Linked DNA regions of Mus musculus: regions 1, 3 and 4 are each linked to region 2. Evidence: chromatin contacts called from public HiChIP or PLAC-seq data. All regions are on one chromosome and are shown on one strand. The core of a region is the stretch at or near the end of the contact, and the rest is flanking DNA. Distances in the headings are between cores, read along the strand shown.

Region 1 (3,700 bases), core at 222-2,721, 600 kb before region 2:
AAAGTATATTCTTTCCTAAATGCTACTGTTTGGTACCCACTGCCACACAGTATCTGCCAATATCAGTCCTACTCCTGAAATCTGCCAATCAGTAGCAACCCTGAGATACTAGAATGACAGACACTCTTCTCCCAACTTTTTATAAGGAGGACACCAATATCTTAGTCCACTGTGAAGTTCCCGAGACCCTGGTAGCAAGAAGCAGATCAACAAATAGACTGCATTATTAGCCTAGGGTCACACAGCACAGGATCCTTCGGGAACAAAGAGACAAATCTGCAGAAATGAATGTACAACTGTGCTGAAGCGTGGGTGGAGCCAAAGGCTCTGATCTAATTGGAGAGCCCGTCTTAGCGTCTCTGTCTCAACAGCATTATTCTTTCTCTCTGGGAACAAGAAGGGCCCCTCTAGACACAGGACCTTTCTTTTTCTCCCTTTCCCTGTTCGATTTTTATAATAGGGATTAAACACAGGGTCCCACATGTGTTAAACAAGGATTAAAAAAAAAAAACTCTACATTTGGTCATTCTTCGGGGCAGGAAAACTTACGTTGCTGTCCAGAGAGGGGATGTATTGTAGCCTGAGGTAGGATAGGCCTGAGTGAGGGATCTGAGGTTGTTTAGAGAAGGATGCACATCCATATTACACAAAGGTAAAGGATCGGGGCTGCCTAGTGCATTATTACAAGAGGGTCTGTGCATAATTGAAAACCAATAGGGTCCCAGGCTGCTGTTACTCCCTGAGTTTCCCACTTTGGGGTAGCCCTTCCTGGTACTCAAATATTGCATTGGAATTAGACTGTCTGGGAAAGGATGTAACCACAATAGAGACAGCTGTCTGTAGTAAGGCCCTGGCTAGGAGCTGACAGCGGAGTGGCTGTCCACTGCCCCCGTTTCTAGCCATCCCACTGTGCAGTAGGTAATCTCTTGAAGAGCATATGGGTAACACATGACAGTGTCTACTGCTCAAGGTGTTTTACCTCCCAGGACGGTGAGTCTCTCTGATGAGTCACCCATGCTTTACTTGTATCAAAGCATTTATGACCCATGGTTACAGGTTGTTAAACATTGGGCTTGCAGGCCATTGCCAGCTCAGACGGGGCTGTCCTGGGGGTGGGGATGTTTCTACAGAGAGAGTGATAGGTGCTTTCTTGGTCTATTAAAGGGTCCTGAGGTCCTGTAATGTGGGCTGAGCACCCATCCCAGTGAAGCCCTGAGCAGACCCTAAGCCTTTCTTGGGGGATCTACCCAATATGGCTACTCACAACCTGCTTTTGGGGGTACCCGTGCTTTGCCAATAGCCCTGTAATTTCAAAGTTCCCCCCACCTCCATGGTCTCCTGGATCTGGGGGTGGAGGTTGGAACTGCTGAAGGGCTTGGTGGTGCAGGTCCCAGCAGTTAAGGTGACGGTTATGGCTTGGCCATTACTAGTGTTTTTTCCTTTGGAAGGGCAGCACAAAGCAAATACAGGTGCATTACTCTGGGAACTCAGAGGGAGGGCAAAGGGCCCTTCCCAGCCTCCCCATCTGTGCCAGGGCAGCCCAGGGCTGGCTGCCACGTGGAATGCTTTTGGTCCTGAGGATGATAGCAAGTGGAAGTGCATTGTAGGTGCAGAGGAACTCAGGATGGGGCTCTGAGGGGGTGCGTCCTCTGGAGAAGCCGAGGAAACATAGGGTGCAGGCATAAGCACCCAGGTGAAGGGGACACGGCTTGATTTGCTCCTCACATCTTGAAGGAGCCCAGAGTGGAAGAACCTTGTCCTAGAAAATTCTGGGCAGTAGCATAGATCTCTGCAGCTCTCAGGTTTTTCTTCTTCTTCCCTGGGCTCTGACTGTCATGGGAAGCTTGCTTTGATGTCCTCTGAGGCTCTGTCTCCTTGGCAGGTTCCAATCATCTTGGCTGTTCCCTTCTCCCTCCCAGGGTTAGAGAACATAGGCTGTAACTGGAAACTGCCCCCACAAGCCTGTGACACCCATTGGGGCCTTTATGGTCTCATCCCTGTGTCTCATGCCTCTGCTTGTTTCTCCACTCCCAGCCCGCCCCAGGATGCCTTTCTGGCTCTGCTTGCTATCTACCGTGACTGCCCAGCCAGCCTCTGCTGGTCCTTGCCAACAGATGAGGGCTGCTCACCCTGCTTGCTTCAGTTTCAAGGCATTTCCATCCTTTTGCCCAGTGACTATGACTCTTGATGATGAAAATAATAACAGCAACAAAGACAAAACTAGCCTGCTGAGGGTTGGGGACATTACGTAACTTGCCTAAGGTCCTGTAGTCAGAACCGAGGCTGGATAGGAGCTGCCTGGCTCTGAAGGGTATCACACGTTAGCTGTGTTTTTCTCCCCTGGATACTGGGACCCCCATCACACCCTTGATGGAAGCCATCCCCCATATTCAGGTTGGGGAGATGGAATCTCAGAGTCTCACTCCACAGTCTTCCATAACTACTGCCTTGCTGTTTCCCCTGACAACCTGTTTTCTCTTCTTGCTCCTGCTCAGAACCTCCTCCAGCCGTCTCTGGCCACTCGCTGCGTCACACGAAGCCTCATCTAGATAATTTTCCACTTCACACCGCAAAGAATAACAGAGCCAGGGGCTATTTGTGTAGGGAAAACTCCTCATAGCCAAGTGGCCCCGTGACCACGCTGGGCAGACAGTGGCTGCAGGGCATGGTGGCTGCAGGAGCTGGAAGAAATTAACTCCGGTGTAGATTTCCACTCATCCCTGGCTACTACGTTCGGGGTGGAGTTTCCATATTTCCTGGCCATCTGAATCCACTTCTGAGTCTTTAATCTCAGGCCCTGGTGGGGGGGCTCGTGCCTGGCCTCTTGAGAGACTAGGCATGCAGAAATTCTTGAGCCTCCCCTACTCCTCTGGGGAAGACTCTACTCAGCCTGCCACATTGGAGTTCGGAGATGGAGTTTGGGACATAAAATGTTTTCTAGGTCAACACATGGAGAAGTTGGAGGAGGAGCACCTGTGTGACTGGGAACAGAGGAGGCAGGGTGCTCAGAGAAGACCCTGATCTATTTGTGTCCTGAGTCCTTTAAAGCTTCACTCAGTCCTGCTGAGCAAGCTGAGCAAACTCTGCCCATCCGACTGACCAAGATGAGCCAAACTGGTGGGACTGGTATATCTCTATTGGTCTTCAAGTTAGACACAGTCTGTCTTGGGAAGAGTGTGGACTGAGGGAAGGACAGCTTTCTTCAGCACAACCAGATCTGAAGGAGCCCATAGCTGGAGGCTGCTGACTGAACCTTCAGAGCCCAGGACAGTTGTGCATCCTCGAGGAGTATGCCAGCCAGCTTCCCGATACTATAATCAACACCCAACACGATCCTTTACAAAGAGAAAAGGTATCTCTCAGTTCATGATTTCCAATGTTGCAGCCCAGTTGGCCCCTTTGTTTTTGGGCCTGTAGCAACATGACACGGTAGGAGCAGGTGGCAGAGCAAAGCTGACTCTCCCTGTTCAGAATATAAAGGGGAGAAGGAGCTAGGGTCTTACTGTCTCCTTCAGGGTCACGTTTCAGTGACCGACAGGACTTCACTAGGCCCCACCTTGTGAAGATTCCACTGGAGTAGTGCCAAGCTGAGGACTGAACCTTTCCCAGTGGACCCCGGGGATGCACTGGATCTCCAAAACACAGATGCATTCTGGGAGCTGTGTCTTTACATCTGCAACATCCAACTTTGCATCTGTTT
Region 2 (3,711 bases), core at 1,081-3,580:
TCCCCAAGATAGGATTTCTTATATTCAAACGACTGTAGAGTTTCTTGTTGGAAAAAGCCCCACTCTGGGAGCCCCTATTTGAAACATGGGCCGTTTCTCAGTTCTGTCAGTTTGTGGAAGTCCCTTGTTCTGTGGGTTTCCTGGGAGGAGAACAAAATACCCTCTCCCACTATCGACACTATCGATTTCTGGGGACTCTCTGCTCTTCTGCAGTTCCCAACACTTAAAATGAGGGGCAATGAAAGCAAGCCATCTCTGTGGGCTGTGCCACTAAAGAAAGCTGTCCCACTAAGGGCAGGAGGGGTAGGTATGTAATTGAGTCATGACGTCAGGTTATGAATTTGCGAGGATACAAGTTAGTTTGGGTGCAGTTTCTCTCTTAGATGGGTTAGGAAGCCTGGCTTCCTTTTCTAGGCTGGCGTCTATGGCTGGGGCGATTAGTGCAAGGGAGCGCACACACGCGGTGAGGCAGTATTCAGGCTTAGAGCTCTCCCCTGTGATCAAAAAGATATTTAAAGTAGCACCCTTAGGAGACAGCTCAGTAACTCGCTCCACCTGTAATGTATATCGGGAGTGAGCGCTAGGGACACAGAGGCCACCAGCTACGAGGAAGTCGGGTGGGAGATGTGGGCGCCACAGGTAGTGGCATAGAGGAGCGGGCAGTGGAAGAAGAGGGAGACTGAGTGGCTCAGGGAGGTGACTCAAGTCTGAGGGAGGACTGGTGGAAGAATCCGGAAAGAGAGCAAGAGACAAGGAAAGACCGACATGGGACGTGGGCGGCGGCGGCGGCGGCGGGGGGGGGGGGGGTTTGCATAGTTGTAAGTGGTGCAAGCAGAAAGGGGAGGCAGAAGCAGTGACTCAAAGGGGGAGGGCACAGGAGTGCTCCCCAGTATCATCCCTAGCCTGTGAGAGAGCAAGCAGTCACACTCAACTCTGTCCACTCCTCAACCCCCAGAGCGCCTCTCAGGCACAGGAGCACGGGTCCCCAGACCATCTGAGCACAGCGATCCACTTTTTGTATTTTCTAGTCTCGAGTTGCAAAGAGGCGCAAACAACCTCTTTTGCGCGCTCCGGGTACCTTTTCTGGGCCCTGCTGGGCGCGCGGGGAGGGAAGGTCAGAGAGTGGCAACTGCGCTAGGGAGGGTCATGACAGGTCCCTTGCTGAATTTGGAAGGCATTTGCACCCCAGCAGTAAAAGCCCCAAATTAATGGCTACGTGAAGAGCTTTAAATAAGACGGATGGTGAGAAATGTTACCCAGCTAGCCCTCTTCTTTAGTCCTCCTAGGGGACGACTCCCAATTTTTCATTGATTTCACCAAATCACAGTTGCGTCAACTACCTTGTTACGAATCGCCGGGGATTTTGGTAAAATGATTCTATTTGGAAGCGTTGGAAGTTTTAAAATAATAGGTTAGGCAAGACATATAACAGAACATCACGCTGAGAGGTGAGCCAGCCCGATATTGCTTCTGCCTGGTTCTTGGGGTGTATCAGCCTCCGGCGGATTTCCCGGCTTCTGTGGGCGCCGCCGCACGTTGTTTGATTTGTTTTGAAGGCTCAGAATTTGAGGCTGGTCGGAGACACCCACGTGCTTCTGATTCCCATCAGTATAATGATCGCCTCAGTTTGAGTCGTGTCTATATAAACCACAAAAACCTAATCATTAGAAATCCCAGCCTCCAAAAACCACATTTTAGGTAAAAAAACAAACAAAAAAAAAAAAAACAAACAAAAAAAAAACAAAACTGCTGCCGCTCCCCGCACTCCTTCATCTCTCAACCACAATCTTTTGGGGATTCCAAAATCGCCTCCCCCCATAACGCCGGGAAACAAAAACATAAATAAATAATTACTGAACTTTTTTTTAAACTTTTTATTTTTAACCCCCCAAAGTGGGGAGTGGCTAGAAAGACAGTTAGACACTAGACTTAGTCTGAGACGAAGACTACACTTAATAAAAGATTGGGAAATGAATGGATAACCGCTGTGTATTCCCCCTTTCCCAGCAAGCATTTTATCAACTTACAACTTATTTTAATTACCAAGCTGTCATTTTTTAGTTCTTTTTATTAAAAAAGCAACCCATCCTTATTCTCCAATAATGACAAGAAGGAATATATAAGAAAAGTGTCCAGACATCCGTTAGAGTTTCTAAAACTATTTTGACAAACACTCCTGTCACCCATTTTGGTGTCACCTAAGGGGGGGCACTCCCGAAGCCTGTAAAAACCTGCCCCCCGCCCCAACCAATGTGGGGTGGGGTTGGGGGCAGGGTGAAGAGTGCTCAGAAGTCAACGTGGAGACTTGAGAATTTCCCTTCCTCCTCTCCTGAAGTTAACAACGAAAAATTAACGCCAGTCGGAGCAGCCTGAGGCTCTCCCGCTTCTCAGCTTTAGCGTCGTCAGACCGAGAAGTGGTTCCCGGTCCTGAGGGTGAAGTGGGGAGCCGAGGACGCAGGCGGCGATGTCCTAGGCGGGGACCTCCTCCCTACAGCTTCGGGCGCCGAGCGAGCGCAGCGGCGCTTCTAGCGGCCGGCGGGCGGCGGCAGCGGCTGCGATCCGCAGGCTCCAGATCTGTCGCCCCGAGATCCGCTCTCCCCCCGCCCCCACTTACCTCCCGGCACCTTGAAACGCGAGGGGGGCCCGGGGCACTTTGCAAAGAGCAGGAGAGACGAGGCTGCGAGCTAGACGGCGGCGAAGGAGAGGGCGAGAGGAGAAGCCGGGGAAAGGAAGGACTCGGCGGCCGGAGGACTCGGAGCGCGCTGCCGGCGCGGGGAGCGCGCAGCGGCCTCGGAGGAGGAGGCGGAGGAGGCGGCGCGGGCAAGCGACGGCGCCGCGAGCTGGGCAGCCGCGCTCTGCTTGGCGGTGGCGGACAGCGAGGAGCCACACGCACCGCCGAGATGGACTGCTGAACCTGCGGGGCTCCACTACCGTACTGGAACCCGGAGCGGGGCGCCAGCGCACCCAGGACACGGTGCCCCAAGGGGCCCCTACTGCAAGCTGTTAACTTCAAGTCCCTTGCGGCGGCTGGGCCAAACACGCCCCCGCGTCCCGCTCGTTGCAGCCACCGCCAGGGACTCCCAAGCCTCCCGGTGGAGATCCGCGCCTCTCGGGTGTCCCCACCCGCTACCCCGACTCTGTCCGGTCTCCAGTCGCCGGCCCCCAGCAGACTCCGCCCGGCACACGGCTTCCTCGAACTTGATTTCTCACCTCCTCTGTCCCGTCACCTCCATCCTCTTTCCGCCCCCGTCTCGCCTCCACCCCCTCGATTTCCTCCTCCTCGCCCCCCATTTCCACCCTCCTCCCCCTCCCCCGGCCACTTCGCTAACTTGTGGCTGTTGTGATGCGTATTCCTGTAGATCCGAGCACCAGCCGGCGCTTCAGCCCCCCCTCCAGCAGCCTGCAGCCCGGCAAGATGAGCGACGTGAGCCCGGTGGTGGCTGCGCAGCAGCAGCAACAGCAGCAGCAGCAGCAGCAACAGCAGCAGCAACAACAGCAACAGCAACAACAGCAGCAGCAGCAGCAGCAGCAGGAGGCGGCCGCAGCAGCAGCGGCGGCAGCGGCGGCGGCAGCAGCGGCGGCGGCCGCAGTGCCCCGATTGAGGCCGCCGCACGACAACCGCACCATGGTGGAGATCATCGCGGACCACCCGGCCGAACTGGTCCGCACCGACAGTCCCAACTTCCTGTGCTCCGTGCTGCCCTCGCACTG
Region 3 (3,208 bases), core at 184-2,683, 560 kb before region 2:
GGGCCACCCTCAGCCCATAAGGTTGTAAAAAGTTTCCCTTCCTCCCTCCTCCCTCTCTCGTCCTCCCCCTCCCTCCCTCTTCTTCTCTCCTTTCCCCTCCCTCCTTCCCCTCTCTCCCTCCTCCCCCTCCCTCCTTTTCTCTCTCTCCTTCTCTCTCTCTCCTCCCTTCCCTCCTTCTCCCAACCTCTTCCCCATCCCTCCTCCTTTTCCTTCTCTCCTTCTCCCTCCCTTCTCACCACTCTCCCCCCTCCTTTCTTTAACACTTTAACAGTTTTATCTCCCTCTTTGATGGTTGTTGAGTTTTCTAATTGAGTCCATGTTACTTTCAGCCAGGTTGCTGACAGGATGCAGACCTGGGATTTTTTTCATATAGTTGAAAATTTTGATGATATTAATTTATTTCTCAAATCCCATGTTTTCTCCATTATTTCAAACTGACATTGGCTATAATAGGTACAAAATTTCTGTTAGATTTCAAACTCTTAATATCAAAGACGAACTGACTAGGGCCGAGGAGAGAGGAAGGAAAAGCCAGTGGCGAGGGGTCAGGGGGTAAAAGCAGACTATAGTGCGTGAGTGGACATGCCACATCGAAAACACTCACTTTGTACAATTAACATGTCCTAAAGATATTTAAAGCAATACAAATAATTTTCCTGTTTTGAGCCAGGGTCTCATGTACCACAGGATAGCCTTGAACTTACTAAGTAGCTGAGGATAACCCTGAACTCCTCATCCTCCTGTCTCAGCATCCCTAAAGGTTGAATAACCCTGGCTTTTAAATCCATGACTTGAAAAACCGCTTACTTACATCCTGCGGACCACTTCTGTGCCCCCCCCCCCCCACCGTGTGCCATCTGCTAATCTATTTATATCCCAGTCTACAGCCTCAGAACAACAAGCAGCTGTGGGTGTCAGGTGGGGCAGGACGATGGGACCCTCATTTCTCCCTTTTCTGGAGTTGTCTGGATTTTTCAATGTGGAATTTACAATCAGATAACAGTACACACACACACACACACACACACACACACACACACACACACACTGGCTTTTTATTGGAATTTCACTTATTTCAAACACTCCCCCATCGCACAATTCTGTGACCTTGACTGTTCCCCTGCCACTCCATCGGTTCAAGTCCTGGTCCCTCCAACGCCCCCATCTCCTTCTGAGCCAAGGTTCAGTCATATCAACCTCATGTGGCCTTAAGATGGACTGTCACCAACACCCAGAAAGGGGTTTTGGAGGCAGAGAGAGAGAGAGAGGGAGAGAGAGAGAGAGAGAGAGAGAGAACTACATCTGAATACCAAGAACCGAAAGTCAGCAACTTTGGTCAAAGATAGAATAGAAGAGGCCCGTATGAAGGGCTGTGGGCTGTGGGGAGATCTGAGGGCAGGCAGGGGAAGAGAAACTTCGAGGAGTGGCCAGGGAGGAGAAGAAAGTGGGACCTCCAGATAGGAGCCTGGTCCCGAGCCGTGGGAGCAGGTGCACCAGCCACAGGAGGGCACAGCGGTGGTGGGCGTGGGGGGGCACAGCGGAAGGCAGATTTCTCTTCCTGCAGGATCTCCACTCACTGCAGTCTTTAGCCAACTCAGTGGAGGGCAATGTCCTCAGCTTCAAAATCACATTTTACTGAGATAAATGGCATGCATTGAGAAATGCCAAAGCACACACGTTCCTTGTTTGCACCACCATCTGAGATGCTGTTCCAAGTTCCCCTTGCATCTCTAGAGGTTGCCAGTGTCCTGATGTTGTTGTTGTTGTTTTTAAATCAAAATATGATTACTATTATAATATGGAAAAAAGACCTTAGAAAATTCAAGGTTAGGGATGAAATGTACTGAAAAGGGGATTAGAACCCAGGCCAAGATGGGACACTGTGGGAGAATCAGGAGTGGGAACATCTTACAGGCCTGTCGAGGAGGAACAAGGTCCCAAAATGCCTCCATCTTCATGAGGGACCTTAGCTACCCAACTCAGAGGAAACAGCCTGAGGCCAGCCCCATGGCGGTTGGGGTGACTAGTTCCAATACTTGGTGACCCCATGCAGATCACTGTAGCTCTTTACTTAATGTAGCCCAAGATGGCTACCTGGATGCAGTACACAGGACCTTGGCTGGGCAGGAAAGCCCAGCTAGTCTGCAGATTCCAAGACACTGTGAAGGTTTCTGTAATTCTCTGGGGCCTTCTGGTTTCTCTCATGGGTTTCTTCCTGCACGTATTGCTTCACTTGCTCAAGGCCCAAGAGAACCTCTGTCACTACTGTGGAACATTTTGGTCATAACTCTGACCTCTGTATCTTAGCCCTGTGCCAAGGGAAGAGAACGACCTTTTTCTCTGTGGAAATTAAGTGTGATGGTGAACATACATGATATACATACATACATACACACACACACACACACACACACACATATATATGCATATATGATATACGTGTATACATATATACATACACACATACATATATGTGTAGGACATCCATATGCATATGTATATACCTACATACACACACACACACACGCACACACATGCACGCACAAACACACGCGCATGCGTACACACGCACATGCACATAGCCTTTCTTCCTGGAAAGGTTGGAGAGATGCAACAAGGTTCAGGAAGGTCCTTGAATTTAGGGGAATCAGCTCCCAGATGAGCTGAGGTGTTCTAGTGCCAGGGTGCAGGGTGATGGTCAACGGTCCTGGGAGGCAGGACTTTGGGACGCTGGTGTAGGAGGCAATGCCTAGTCTTGGCAGTGTCTACTCGAGGCAGGGAGGTGGAGTCCTTGGATGTATTTGCAGCCAGGCAAGTGGTGACCACATGGTACTTGCTGAGCAGCTGCTGAGCTGCAGTCCCCTAATTAGAGAGGGCAAGTCCTGTTTGAAGCCTCAAACTCAGGCTCAGGTTCTAATCAGCGTTTGCATTCCAGCACATCTGGCAAAAATGAAAACAGCTGTGAGGATGGCAAGATGCAGGGGACAGGAGAATCTGTCCTTGCTTGTCAGCGTCCAGCAGATACCGAGCTCTTCACGTTGAGTTTTCTTTGTCTCCCTTCCTTTTAGGCTTTCCAAGGAACATGGTGCCTCTAAGCAGGCATGTGCTTTGACCCCCAAAAGACACCCTTTGCGTCACTGACAGTCCCTTTGTATTGGGCTACTGTCTGTCATTTCTGATGGGCTGGCTGGTGGGAACTGTCCCACAG
Region 4 (3,503 bases), core at 369-2,868, 550 kb after region 2:
TTTCAAAAGTGTCAGAGAAGAGAAGATTGTTATTCGGGTTTACACAAACTTAAACCCTTCTGCTGAAGTCTATTCAACTCGTTTAGAAACAGGTGGTTTAAGCAAATTAACACCTTTCTGCTTCCAGGTTATGTGCACGACCTTTAGACCCAGTGTGTTTTCAGCGCTCTGCACTCTATTCTTGGAAAACAGCACTAGAGGATTTTATTCCCATTTGTGAAAGCCCTAGGTAATCAGGCAGTAGAGTTCGCCCCTCCCCCAAGGTCCTGGCGACTCTGCAGCCCAGCCCAGGGCTGCTTTCCTCCGCCTCAGGTTTCCCGGGTTCTGCTTCTGCAGTGTCCCAGCAAGGAGGGCTGATCAAATGTTTCTGCCTACACCTGCGGACCCGGCCTCCAGTCTCCCGCAGCTTGCAAAAGAAAAAACATTAGAGCTGCTGTCTGGTGTCTGCTACTGCTCAGGGGAGCGCCCAAGAAGCAGGGGGGCGCTTAATTTGGTTCTGCAAGAAGCTGTTGCTTTGCAGCCCAAGTCGAAACTGACAGGTCCCCTGGTTACCTGAGACGGTCCTGTAGAGTCATAATGACAGTGATAATAACAGCAGGGAACTGGGTGTTCATTTTTTTCTCTCCTCTACAAGTCACAAAGCAAGAAAATAGCTTTGTGGCCTTCGCTTTTATTTTAGTGTTTCTGAGTAAAACAAGAGAGGGTGGGTACTAGAAAATGCTGTTTTTGTTGTGCCAAAGAGGATCTCTCTCTCTCTCTCTCTCTCTCTCTCTCTCTCTCTCTCTCTCTCTCTCTCTCTCTCTCTCCCTCCCTCTCTCCCTCCCTTCCTCCCTCCCTCCCTCCCCCCCCCCCTCCGCTAAAGAAGAAAAGTTTACTAGTCTAGCCAGATTCCCCTGTCCCTATATCTGGAGACATCTTTCAACTTGGCCAAGATCCCTTCCCTTGGAGCTCAGGATCTGCTCTTCCCTCCGAGCTCAGGATGAGGGACGGCAACCTGTCCTACAATGTTTGGTAGACTACGGGTTAACTCTTCAAGAAGACAGCCACCTGCCAGATCGAAACTCACACCCTTCTCCGGAAGCCCCTGGCAGAAAGGCCACCGGCAGGACCAGGAGGGCGCTGGACTGTGCTCCCTAGGGAGGGTCTCAAGTCCCAGAGGGACCTGCGTCCTGACACTTGAGATCTCCTCATCTCCAGCCCGGGAGGAGGCCCGCGAATGCCGACCTACCTTCACGAAGAGCTCGATCTCGGGGTCCCTGTCGTCCCCATTAGTTGTCGCTGAGTCCGTCATGCCGTTGGCGCCCCGGACCACGGTCCCGGGCCGGAGAGGCGCCACCTCTGCAGCACTTCAGGCTCCTGCTCACAGCGGGGGCCTCTCTTTTGCACGGTGTTTAATGTTTTCTTTTTTTAAGACTACCAGTTTCTCATCAATTTCTCCAAGCAAGGACAGCGATGCCTGAGAGATCAGAGTCCCAGGTGTCACGCGGAAAGAGAGGACTCCAAGAGCCAGCAGGGGGCTAAAAGGAAAAGCGAGCTAAGGGATTGACAACAGGTCCCAAGAGCAACAAGTGCCTGACTGCTGGGAGGTGTCACAGGATCCGAGACTGTCAGCGATCCCGCGCCGCTGCCGCGGGTGCGCCCAAAATAGACCACGGCCGCGGGGCGGGGTCAGTCCGGGCGGGGACTGGAGGGAGGGGGACACCCTGGGAACTCAGCATTCGTTGGGCCCAGTCACATAGGAGACCCCTCAGTGTACGAGCTCAGACAGAGCTAAGAATGTTCTGAAGGTCATGAGGGACAGAAAGAGTGGTGTACAGAAGATGATTTTCAAGGTTTGTTTTTTTTTTTTATTTTTAAATTTTTGTTTTTTAATGAAGAGGTTCAGTTAGTCCATCAAAATCACGCACTTACAATAGCGTGGAGCGAAGAAAAGATCCTGAATTCGCTGAGCTTGCCATTTTTGCTCTGTGCAAGTGGAGAGGGAGTGGGCCAGGAGCAGGGGAGAGGCTGAGGGGTGAGCCAACCAGTAAGGTGCTGGAGTCAGAGATCTGCAGCTTTCAACTTTGTGGGGTTTTCATTCCCTTGCTTGGTTTTATTCTCCTCTGCTTTCTTATTCTCTCTCTCTCCCTCCTCCCTGTCTCCCCTCACCTCCTTCTCCTCTTCCTGGTCCTGCTCCTCCTTCTCTCTCTGCCTCTGTCTCTGATTCTGTCTCTGATTCTGTCTCTGATTCTGTCTCTGATTCTGTCTCTGTCTCTGTCTCTCTCTCTCTCTCTCAGAGAGAGAGAGACAGAGACAGAGAGAGAGAGAGAGAGAGAGAGAGAGAGAGAGAGAGAGAGAGAATTCTATAGCATAGGCTGGCTTTGGCCTTAAACTCACTATGTAACTGAGACTGGTTTGGAATTCCTCATTCTCCTATCTCAAAACCTTCTAAGTGCTGCTTACAGGTGTAGGTCACCACATCCAGCTTTCTCTTTCTCTTTCTCTTTCTCTTTCTCTTTCTCTTTCTCTTTCTCTTTCTCTTTCTCTTTCTCTTTCTCTTTCTCTTTCTCTTTCTCTTTCTCTTCCTCTTCCTCTTCCTCTTTCTTTCTCTTTCTCTTTCTCTTCCTCTTCCTCTTTCCCTTTCTTCCTTTCTTTCCTTCTTTCTTTCAGAACTATGATACAGATATACTGTGCTCACATCCTGTAAGCATAGCTCAATGTATTTTCACCAGCTGCTACCAGCACTAGATGAAGGAATAAAATATTGACTTCTTGCTCTTTTTTTTTTCTTCTGCTTTTCCACTCACCCAAGGTAACCATGACTCAGACTTGAAATAGTCTAAAGTGAGAGTTAGGGTTGGTAGGTTGAAGCTACTAACGCTGGTTTCTTTCAACCATAATGGCATTGGACACATTTCCCATAGATATAGACTTTGGTAGAGGTGTTGTTAAATCACGGAATATAAGAAGGTTCTTGATAAATATTCTCTCATGCTTTTCTGAAGTTCTTTCCTCCCCTGCCCCCACATTCCCACCTCTTATTTCTTTTTTACAAGTAGTTGCAGAGCTGGGGAGATGCTCCGGATGTGAAGTGCATGTCAGGCAAGCAAGAGGCCTTGAGCTGGGAACTCCATCAACTCAATTGGGCAGGCTTGGTGGCTTGGCTCGGCTCCCAGGCCTCTGGAGGTGGAGACTAAGCAGATTCTGGGTTCAGGTGAAAGACCTTGTGTCCATACAAAATAGAGAAAGCAATCAAAGGTGTTTTAATCATTTTAAATGGTGCTATTAGCCTGGCTTTATAAAAGTAAAGAAACTGAAGCATGGAGTACTTAAGAAACTTGACTCTATTCCTCAACCCAGGAAATGGTAGAGTCAGAATTTGGATACAGATAATTGATACTTCAGCAACTACTCAACTAACTCAACTAACTGATTTTTTTTTTCACTTTGTGAACACTACACTGAGAGAAGTGCAGGTCTGGTTGTAATCTTTGAAATTAAAATCCACTTCAGTGAGGCAGTAA

Evidence for each region. HiChIP or PLAC-seq counts read pairs in DNA pulled down with a chosen protein or histone mark.
Region 1: an H3K4me3 HiChIP or PLAC-seq map of craniofacial prominence shows a contact between it and region 2, with 4 times the contacts expected there. The contact joins the enhancer-like site here to the promoter of Runx2 in region 2. A contact is called at or near these places in 4 of 39 promoter capture datasets (cranial neural crest, frontonasal cranial neural crest, maxillary cranial neural crest and 1 more), 12 of 115 datasets of contacts at active chromatin or transcription factors (the NIH/3T3 cell line, craniofacial prominence, embryonic forebrain and 8 more) and 1 of 9 other capture datasets (embryonic stem cells).
Region 3: a contact with region 2 is called in an H3K4me3 HiChIP or PLAC-seq map of embryonic limb bud, with 5 times the contacts expected there. The contact joins the enhancer-like site here to the promoter of Runx2 in region 2. A contact is called at or near these places in 4 of 39 promoter capture datasets (cranial neural crest, frontonasal cranial neural crest, maxillary cranial neural crest and 1 more), 1 of 484 Hi-C or Micro-C datasets (pre-pro-B cells), 12 of 115 datasets of contacts at active chromatin or transcription factors (acute myeloid leukemia, craniofacial prominence, embryonic basal ganglia and 9 more) and 1 of 9 other capture datasets (embryonic stem cells).
Region 4: an H3K4me3 HiChIP or PLAC-seq map of embryonic stem cells shows a contact between it and region 2, with 25 read pairs. The contact joins the promoter of Clic5 here to the promoter of Runx2 in region 2. A contact is called at or near these places in 1 of 484 Hi-C or Micro-C datasets (embryonic stem cells) and 6 of 115 datasets of contacts at active chromatin or transcription factors (craniofacial prominence, embryonic stem cells, pancreatic cancer cells and 1 more).

What each region holds. Positions count from the first base shown.
Region 1 is chr17:45,338,377-45,342,076 of GRCm38.p6, reverse strand. No RefSeq gene overlaps it. Among named protein-coding and RNA genes, the nearest start is that of Gm35204, 42 kb to the right of the region's middle. Within about 2 kb of position 1,471, at least 29 of the 459 cell types and tissues checked have an H3K27ac peak or open chromatin away from gene starts, as enhancers often do. A contact at or near this core is called in craniofacial prominence and second pharyngeal arch cranial neural crest, where this site is marked.
Region 2 is chr17:44,735,267-44,738,977 of GRCm38.p6, reverse strand. Runx2 (runt related transcription factor 2) reads left to right here and starts at 2,330. Exons shown (of 7, transcript NM_001145920.2): 1 at 2,330-3,711. The coding sequence starts at 3,344. RefSeq lists a cis regulatory region at 1,431-1,439 and a promoter at 1-2,575.
Region 3 is chr17:45,292,751-45,295,958 of GRCm38.p6, reverse strand. No RefSeq gene overlaps it. Among named protein-coding and RNA genes, the nearest start is that of Gm35204, 3.7 kb to the left of the region's middle. Within about 2 kb of position 1,433, at least 18 of the 459 cell types and tissues checked have an H3K27ac peak or open chromatin away from gene starts, as enhancers often do. A contact at or near this core is called in embryonic limb bud and pre-pro-B cells, where this site is marked.
Region 4 is chr17:44,186,687-44,190,189 of GRCm38.p6, reverse strand. It overlaps Clic5 (chloride intracellular channel 5), which reads right to left and starts at 1,618. Exons shown (of 6, transcript NM_172621.2): 1 at 1,229-1,618. The coding sequence starts at 1,291.